2 separate regions of the Anas platyrhynchos genome follow, and region 2 is linked to region 1. Evidence: chromatin contacts called from public Hi-C data. All regions are on one chromosome and are shown on one strand. Each heading gives the region's core, a stretch centred on a gene start, on an enhancer-like site or on the middle of the called end of the contact. The rest is flanking DNA. Distances are from core to core; before and after follow the strand shown.

What was found. Hi-C and Micro-C count contacts between places; a contact is called where the count stands out from the background.
Region 2: a contact with region 1 is called in a Hi-C map of liver, with 6 times the contacts expected there. The contact joins two enhancer-like sites. A contact is called at or near these places in 7 of 8 Hi-C or Micro-C datasets (F1 follicle, F5 follicle, liver and 3 more).

Annotation. Positions count from the first base shown.
Region 1 is chr5:31,933,783-31,938,252 of IASCAAS_PekinDuck_T2T, reverse strand. ARFGAP2 (ARF GTPase activating protein 2) reads right to left here. Exons shown (of 17, transcript XM_072038694.1): 15 at 4,327-4,417; 16 at 4,088-4,206; 17 at 2,901-3,632. The coding sequence ends at 3,612. CSTPP1 (centriolar satellite-associated tubulin polyglutamylase complex regulator 1) reads left to right here. Exons shown (of 10, transcript XR_011809664.1): 8 at 237-300; 9 at 775-1,645; 10 at 2,214-2,330. Among named protein-coding and RNA genes, the nearest start is that of ARFGAP2, 11 kb to the right of the region's middle. Within about 2 kb of position 2,357, at least 5 of the 8 cell types and tissues checked have an H3K27ac peak or open chromatin away from gene starts, as enhancers often do. A contact at or near this core is called in subcutaneous adipose tissue, where this site is marked.
Region 2 is chr5:32,077,248-32,081,717 of IASCAAS_PekinDuck_T2T, reverse strand. It overlaps LRP4 (LDL receptor related protein 4), which reads right to left. Exons shown (of 38, transcript XM_072038690.1): 7 at 4,142-4,261; 8 at 3,883-4,008; 9 at 1,455-1,580; 10 at 841-975; 11 at 547-672. Among named protein-coding and RNA genes, the nearest start is that of CKAP5, 24 kb to the left of the region's middle. Within about 2 kb of position 2,352, at least 4 of the 8 cell types and tissues checked have an H3K27ac peak or open chromatin away from gene starts, as enhancers often do. A contact at or near this core is called in subcutaneous adipose tissue, where this site is marked.

The sequences.
Region 1 (4,470 bases), core at 1,108-3,607:
GCTGAGGCCCCGCTAGAGCCTGTGTGAAGGACACAGCATATGCAACATCATTCTTTGCCTGTCCTTGATCCTCAATATTCAGTGTCCATTTCTCTGATGGGCATAAGGAAGGGTATTTTTTTTGGTCTTGCAGGACACATTTCAGATGCTGGCCTGACTTGAGTGATTTTCTTCAAAAAGGTAACCCCTGAATAGCCTAACTCTGCTCTGATACTGGTTTTTCTTCTTCTTCACAGGGGCTTTGCCAGATAAAGGAGATTTGTTTCTTGACCCTGCCATGGATCAGGAACTTGAGAAATTGTAAGTGGAATTGCCTGGAGTAGGAGGTAAAGCAACAGATGGAAAGTAGCATGTTAAGGAAATCTTCACTGAAGTACTACCCCTAGTCTTTTACTCAACTATAAGACAAGAGAGGAGCTAACAGAGCAGCCTAGGCAGAGAGGGCCTCTGGGGTGGCTGGGTGGTGCTAACAAAATCCTTAGAAAAGGCTTCAGAAACTGGGGAGGAAATGCACCTTGGTTAGGAAAAAAAAATGTTGGACAGTGAAAACTAGGAGTGTTAGGAGACACAGGCTGAGGCCAGATCTGTTTTAACAGGGGAAAAAAGATTTGCACAGCAAGTCTGGCAGATACTGGTGTAAAGTATTCCCCATCTTTGCCATGAACGTCTTTCTAGTTGGGAATGAGTCCTCTTTGCGAGTTTACTCCAAAATTGCTATGGTTAAGGGTGGAGGTGACAAGCTCGGCTACCCAGCATTTGTCTTTTCTCTTCCAGGATAGCTCAGGTTTCAGGGCTTGCCATCTCTGCTCCTACCAGCTCCAGCGGGGACACTGCTAATTTGCCTGTCCGTCACTCACCCAGGATTAACTCTCCCTGGAAACCTCTCCACCATCGCCGAAAAATGGATGCTGAGAGTGAAGGCTCCAACGAAGAGACAGACTCCTCTGAAAACTGAAGGTTGTGAGGGTGGGCACCGGTCCCACCTTTGGTTTGTCCACATCTCCCTGGAGGTGCAGCACCTCCTCCCAGAGCATCTGCTCTGGCACTGGGTTACATCCACATCACCAGTGTGTGCGCGGCTCTGCCAGGCCCCATTGCCAAGTCCACCTGTCCCTTCCCAGCAAGAACGCTGCTTTTTTTTTTCCCCTAGATCCGAATCTGTGTAGGAGTAGCTATTTCCAGCTACAGAGTTCTGCTGCCATCTGCTGGCACGTAAGACGACAAACCAGCAGCTGCTAGAGCTGCCCGTACTTGGAAATAGCCCGGCGTTCTCCCAACCAGGGCTCTCTCCCAGTTCAGCAGGTGCTGGAACAGTGGGAGCGCTGGTGCAGGCTGGGTGCCAGGGTTTTGTTGTGTAGCTGTGTTCAGACTTGGCCTAGACAATAGAGTGGTTAAATCGCCAGCGGCAGCTTTGCATTCATGCTCCATTGTAATTATTCCTAGTAAAGCTGCACCTGCATGTGATCAAAGGTAGAGAAATTCCTCAAGTTCCTAGAATAGAAGGGTTTAGCTAGTGCCTTGCCACCTGTCACAGCTTCCTCCTCCATGAGTCCAAGCCAAGCCAAAGCAAATAATAAGCTAGATTTCAGCAAGTACTGCACGGTGCTTTGCGGCTCCTCTGCTGTGCTGAGTTCCCTTCTGGGAGGCCTCCCCCTGCCTCCAACAGCACGTTAAGCTCATTTGCTGAAAGCAGGCTTTGGAGAGGGGGGTGGAACAGAGAGATGAAAAGTCTTCAGATGGTTTGGCCACAGGTGGCGGTGCAGCCTGCCAACATAGAGCATATCTGCTGGGGGTTGGTGGGCAGAAGCACTGGGGGAGGAGGAGGCAGTTTTCAAGTGAGGCCCAGGTACTTTTTGTAAATATTGGCATTGTTGTATCATCGCGGTGTGGCCTGTACAGCTACAGAAAGAATTACAGCCTCAGTGGTAACTAACTCTGCAGCTTGGCCTCCACAACCCTGAACAGCTGACTAGCCATGCACCTCTGTCACAGCTTGCATGGACTCGTTATTTCCCAAGATACTCCAATTTCTCGTGAGCCTTTGGGAGGCTTCTTGCTCTTCCCTGCCCTAAAACGCTGCACGGTGTAGGCTACTAAGATCTGTTAACCCAAAGCTTAGCGCTGCCCTAAGCCGAGCGGATTCAGCACATGCTGGAACTATTTTAAGAGTAATCTTTTAGCTACTGCTGACCTGGCTGTGGAGGTAGGGGGAGGTATTTATTGATTGTAAGTTATCAGCATGCTCTTTAACTGCACGTTTTTTCCCCACCCAGCAGTGGGCAACAACCAAAGCAAGGGAATAAAGCATGCAGTGTAAGGCCTGGGGCCAAGCCTGAGAAACTCTGCTCTGTGCCCCCCCTCCCAGGCCCCAGTGGCCTCTCATGGGGCCCCACAATGCTGACCCCGCCCAGGTGGGGCCCGCTGCCACCCCCAGCACAAATGGCACCGTGCCCACATCACCCACGCAAGCACATTCAACCCTCAGCCACTTCCACCCCCGCCACAGCCCTGGGGGTACCACGGCCCCTCTGGCTGCTGCCACGCAGCCCCCAGTGGACCAGGGGGGTCCGTGCACATCTGGCACAATGTGGGGGCCCAGCCCTGGAGGGGGCATTTGCTGACAGGAACCCACGGAGTTAAATTGTTTTGCTCATCCAGCTATTTTGCAATAGTTGCAAAATAAGCACAGAAAAAAAGGCCTATCCCATCCTCAACTGCATGAAGGGAAAACTGCTCTTGTTGAAACCACACTCAGAAGCAAAGAACCCACCTGAGTAGGACTAAGGTTGCAGTCCCCATGGGGACAGCCTCCCTCACCCCTGTCCCACTTAAGCCAGGGTTTCAGGACCTTCCCCTCTGTCCAAGTCTGGATGGAAGATAGGACAGGGCAACACAATAACCAAGGGTCCAGCAAATATCTTTATAGTACTTCATGGCCTGGGCCTTTTTTTTTTTGCTCATGATGTGATTAGAAGCTAAAAAAAATAATCTTTGCTTGATTTGTTCTCCCGCATCAATATATGCCAGTTTACAAGACAATAAAAAGGATTATCCCATGGTAAAAGGCAGACCCTGCAAATACAGAGGAATTGTGACACCATGGCTTACCATGCATGCTAGAACCTTGCAGTTGAAAATGCCTTACCCGTGCTGTGAACTGCTGCAGCAGCCTGCTTGGGATCAGGCAGTAAGAGCACTGAGCAGAACAGAAAGCCACAGTCATGTCCGTAGGGACCAGGTAACACGTTCAGAAAAACAGCATTCCCATTTCCTCTGTCACGTGGTCAGCTAAGGGATGGGCCAGGAAGGATAGGAGCACTGATGAGGGCAGTCACAGGAATTCCCACATCTTTCACAGCAGTGAGGTTATCCCCATCTCCACTGGCTAGTAGATAGCAGTGGGTCTGAGGGCACATCAAATTTTAATGCAGAGTGGAATTCAGATATTTGGAAAGCATCCTGGGCACAGCCATGTCCTGCCCCCTTCTGCTTTCCTTCTCCCCTCCCCACCCACCCCAGACAAACTAAGACAATCCTGCAGAGTTTACTCCAGGCGAAGGTGGCATCAGTGCCTCCTGCTGGCTTCCCTGCGAGTTGCAGTTCCTGGGTCATCAATATGAACCATAACGATCCTGGGGAGGAAACACACCAAGACACCATTCTATAACACTGTGCAAACTCCAAAGAAGCAAATAACAAGGTCATGGGGGTTTGGCATTAATGCAATCAATACACAATGGTCAACAAAAGGTTGCCTTAAGAGAGGACACCTTGCAAAGACAGGAGGTAAAATGGGCTCAATTTTTTTTTTTTAAGTTTAAAGATCTGTGGGAAAAGGTGTATCTGACATAACACAGTACCCTGTCCAGCAGGAGAATAATGTTGTCCAAGTAGCATTCACCAGCCACCTGGAATTGGTCAGCTATTGAATCCTCAGCTACAAAAGGGCTCATCTCTACCTAGGACTTTCCATATAATTTGAGAAGACGATGATAATCCCAGTGAAATCACTTGGAACGGCCAGGATATGGTAGAAGTCCCCGAACATGACTAGAACCTGTCTGAAAGTGCTGCAGTGCAACCTCACCTGGAGGGAGTTCATCACCCCGTTGGCTAGGACAGCCATCTTGCCAGCAACTGACTTCACTCCTTGCTTGAACTGTGCGATATCGGCTGCAGGCAGGACATTTCCAATCGACACACCACCTACAAGAACCAGGAGGAGTAAGGCTGGAGTTCTCCAGCTCCAGAGAACACCCTGACCCCCTCTTGTTGAGGTCCTCCAAAGCTGCACTCCCTTCCTCAACCCACTGAGTGCTAACAAACCTGAGTGCGCATTCTCAGCCTCTCCGAACAGGTCTGCAGAACTGATAGCACTGCTGCCTGAGAGCTGCTGCAGTCGGGATCTGGCTTCATACTGCAGAAGAAAGGAAAACAAAAAAGGTAAAGGAACGGAACAAAGAACAACCT
Region 2 (4,470 bases), core at 1,103-3,602, 140 kb before region 1:
ATTTCATTAGGGGAATTCCTAATAATATTCCTAATTTACGTAATGGAACTCTTAATTCCTCATTTCCTACATTAGGGGAGCTGAGAAGTTAAGTTCTACAAATGTATATGTGCCCTTAAAAACAGATGTCCATAGAGCAGCCACTCACAACATTCAGAACTGGTGACCAGCATCAAAGGTTAAACCAGAGCAAGGACATTTGATGCAACTTCACTGACAAGGAAGGATTGAGACGCTTCCTAAACACAGACATGATACTGGTTTTGTCCCAGGGTCTGGGTCACCAGGAATGACAAGAAACTACAAGAAGCAGACAAGGGCTGTCAAAAAGGAAAGAAAATAGCGAAATATCTCTCCATAGTCAAAATCACAGTTTCCACACGTTTTTACTAGGCATATCTAATAAAAATCCAGGTACTTCCTTGCATCACACATTGTCTCGGTGAACAGCATAATGCTGCCAACAAAGCATCAGAGACAAAGTTATGAGAACAACATGTATGTATCAACACACATGCACCAGTGTAAGGTTGAATTCCTCTTTACCTAGAGCTTTGCAGCTACGTTTGTCAGGTCGCAGCTCGTAGCCTTGCTCACACCAGCACTGGAAGCCTCCTTCACTGTTGGTACAGCCTTGGCTGCAGTAACCTTCCTCAGCACATTCATTCACATCTGCATGTTACAGACAAAGGGAGAAAATTACCATTATATCATCAACAAGTCGGGCAACCTCACTGACAGGTTGCTTCTGCTTTCATGCTCTGATTTGCAACCTATCGTAGCCATCAACTCCAAGCACATCAAAGCAGCAGGGAGGAGGTTACTGCTCCAAAAACCCACCTTGGCACGATCGTCCATCTTCCAGGAGCCTGTAACCTGTATGGCAGGTGCACTGCACCATCCCTCGTGCCATCTGGCACTTCTGAGCACAGCCACCATTGTTGACATTACAGTTCTCCTCCCCCGTTCGTGGACCTGCAAAAGCAATGCATGAAGATAACTGAGCTGAAACCACAAGGCAGCTGCTTGTGTCCTCAGCAGTTAGGCAGCAGCCACACTTTAGAATAGCCTAAGCAACACAGGGAAGACAAACTGTGCTGGAAGCTGCCTCTTTGCAGTCAGAACTCTCCCCTGCAGGCCACAACCAATGGCTATCAGCCCTTCCCAAGATCTGGACAACGAAGCTCAGAATAATATGGTTTGGGATTCACCATCTCTGCAGACTAACTTTGATACCTGAAAGCATAATCTTCTCCCCATTATTCCCTCTCCACACCATGCAATTGGCAAAACCACAAAGGTCATTTTCCTCAGTCTTCAACCCACACACTCTCCCAGTAACACAACCCAGGCTTTCTTCCTTGCACGCATCCTTCAGCAACACCAGACAGACTCCCACACACAGTGCCTCCATTTATATTTAAGACTTGTCTTGGAGTCTGTTATTTACTTACGGCAGTTTTGATGTGGGCTCTCATCACTACCATCTCCACAATCATTTGCTCCATTGCACAGCTTCCTCTGTCCAATACAACGCCCGTTCCCACAGAGGAACTGGTCTGGGGCACACTGAGGCGTCCCTGCAATAAGAGGAAGGAGAAAGTAAACACCAGAGCTTACTGATTCAACAACAGTCATGGTGGAGAAAAGGACACAGAACACTTTCTAAGATTTGTTACAATCTTTACATATGAACACAAATCCATTACTTCCTCTTTCCTTGAATTCAGCTCATCTTCCACTCCTTACTGCTCCAAATATCTTCATGCTGATTCAGAGGCCTGTGAGCTCTCCTCCAGACCGAGTCCAATGCTGCTATATTGGGAAGCTCTGCTATTTAGTCACTCTCAGAACGACTTCAAGGTCCTGGCTTAATTCCCTTTGGTTCCAGATTCCACAGCCCTCCTCAGCATGTGTCAGAGTGGAGTCAGTTCTTCACTTTAATCATCTGAGATGCCACCCCAGCACGGCTATGGATCTTAAGCCTGCCTAGGAATGGGCGTCTTGTCCAGCCCTAACTGCACTGTGACGGACTTGGAATGAGATTTACATGCATCACTGAAATCTGAGCTCAGGCAACAGGATTTCACACGAGCTACACACTTCAACTTGTGCTGTTGGCAGGAAGGCTCTACAAAATTCTTGTAAGTAAAGTAATGCTATTTGTAGGGACTCTGCCAATCTAATTGTGTCTTTGTCAATAACAGCACTGTCCTGTTGCCTCTTATTTCTTATAGTTCTCAAGCTGACTTTGTCAGTGGTTTCCAAACCATCACCCTCTGATAATCCTAGGAGTATAACAGGACAATACAGTTATCAGCAAAGAAACGATTAGATTGGCAGACTGCCTGCAAGCAGCGTTGAAAAGGGTAGTTGTGAGATTATCAAGTACAAATAAGAACTAACAGACACACCAACCGGGAACATAAAAACAAATCACATACAGATTCACTTCTCAGAGAACAGAAATACTTTTTATAAAGGATTCCAAAACTTGGACTGCATTTGTCATAATGAAGACAAAGATTCTTACATCAGCTGATCTCCTAGTGTTCTAGGAATTTTCTCCCTATAGCCAATAAAAACATAAATCCAAGAACTGACACAGGTTTTTAACTTGCTAAAGACATCTAGACAGTGCACTATTTCTCATTAGACGAGCCAGTACATGTTCTGCTGGGACTAGAACCCCTCAGTTAATTTTTACCTGACGACTATCACTGTAGACCTAATGCAGAACTGCACAACCAACCTTGTGGTGACAACAGTTGTACTCTACCATCTCGGGTTTCGTTTGGAGTGGGGAGGTTGAAGTTCAGTGGCTCTGGAAGTTTGATTTGGCTTCTGGGCTGCAACAGTTCTTTCAGTATTTGTTTAAATATCTTGGTTATCAAGATAAGGCAATGGGTTTACCGGTTTGTCTAAGCACAATTGCTTTTTCCAGGATCACCACCGCCTCCTGCACAATGCTACTCATGCCAGCTGACTTATCTAGAGCAATAGCTCCAGGTCCTCTGAGCTCATCTATACCTGTACAATGCACACTGCTCTCTCCTCAACAGGCCCAAGCAAGGGCTGCAGTTTTAAAAGTCCTTTTTGTCATTCTAAACACAATTTTTGAAATACTCTGATCTAAAGAGGTCAGTATACACAGTTGGGCTCTTCTCACTGTGACAAATTCACAGACCAGTATATACCATTCCTCTATGAGGGATGGTATACAAACAACCTGAAAAAATTAAGAAAAATAGGAGATTCTAGTTATTTCCTGAATCTTGCCATAATACGGGGGCCTGTTAAAACCCTCTTCTTTTCCATATCCATCATATGGAAGAATAGCTCTAGGGGAAATGGTTACAAGAAAGAGCAAGAGACTGCCTAGAAAATGTCTAAGGCATGGTGGGGCTGGTACCCTTAACCCTCTAAAACAAACGCTTTCTTCTTCACTTTTACAAAATGCCTTTTTGATACTATCTCCTGTTAAAAGTGCTTGGCAGCTTCATAAGGCAAAACGAAAGATACCCAGAATTACCTAGAAGGAACGAGCCAGACTCAGTCCATTTGACAAAAGTAGGAACTTTGAACTTCATTAATGCTTCCAGGTTTAAATGGAAGTGTCTCAGAGCTTTGTTGTAATTCATAGAGTATGGGCAGGATAGGCATATACAGGGATCTGATACCTGACCAGAAAACACCACTACTTAGGTTAGTTTAAGCACACAGACCAGCGCATGTTTGCAAGTGTAGAAGACAGTTTACAGATCTCATACTCTGGGAAGCACAGTAAGTTGAGGCTGAACTCAAACTATCCAAAAGAGACCTCACTACCTGTACCTCCAGGATAGAAATGTTAGCTATAAGCAGCAAGGCAGCAGGCCAAACCTGTATTCTCACAGTTCTCCTCATCACTGTTGTCAGAGCAGTCATCTTCCCCATCACAGCGCCAGGACAGACGGACACAGCGCCCTGATTTACAGCGGAACTGGTCAGCTGTGCACATAGATGTAGCTGAGGGACCCAAAAAAAAGAGAAAATTAGGTGAGCAAGAAGGATCAGAAGAGACTTGTTTCAAAGATAACACTTCCACATATTCTCTTGCATCCACAGAAACAGAACACTCCCACCAGTCCCCAGCACTCACTGCAGTTCCTCTCGTCTGACTGGTCATCGCAGTCGGAGTCTCCATCACACCTCCAGCCAGCATTAATGCACAAGCCACTGTTGCACATGAACTCCCCAGAGCGACATGGCTGGTGAGATGCTGTGGAGAGGTTAAATAAATAAATAAATAAAGAGCAAACTCAGATCTATGGAACATCCCAGAAATCTCTCAACGCCACATTTATGTTCCACTATAGTGGAACTTGGTCCTGAACAGATCCCTCCTGGAAATTGCTTTAATTCCTGTGTGCAGAAACGTGCTGACTGCACAGCAGCCTCCATCACTACTCTCACTGTCTTGAGTTAAAA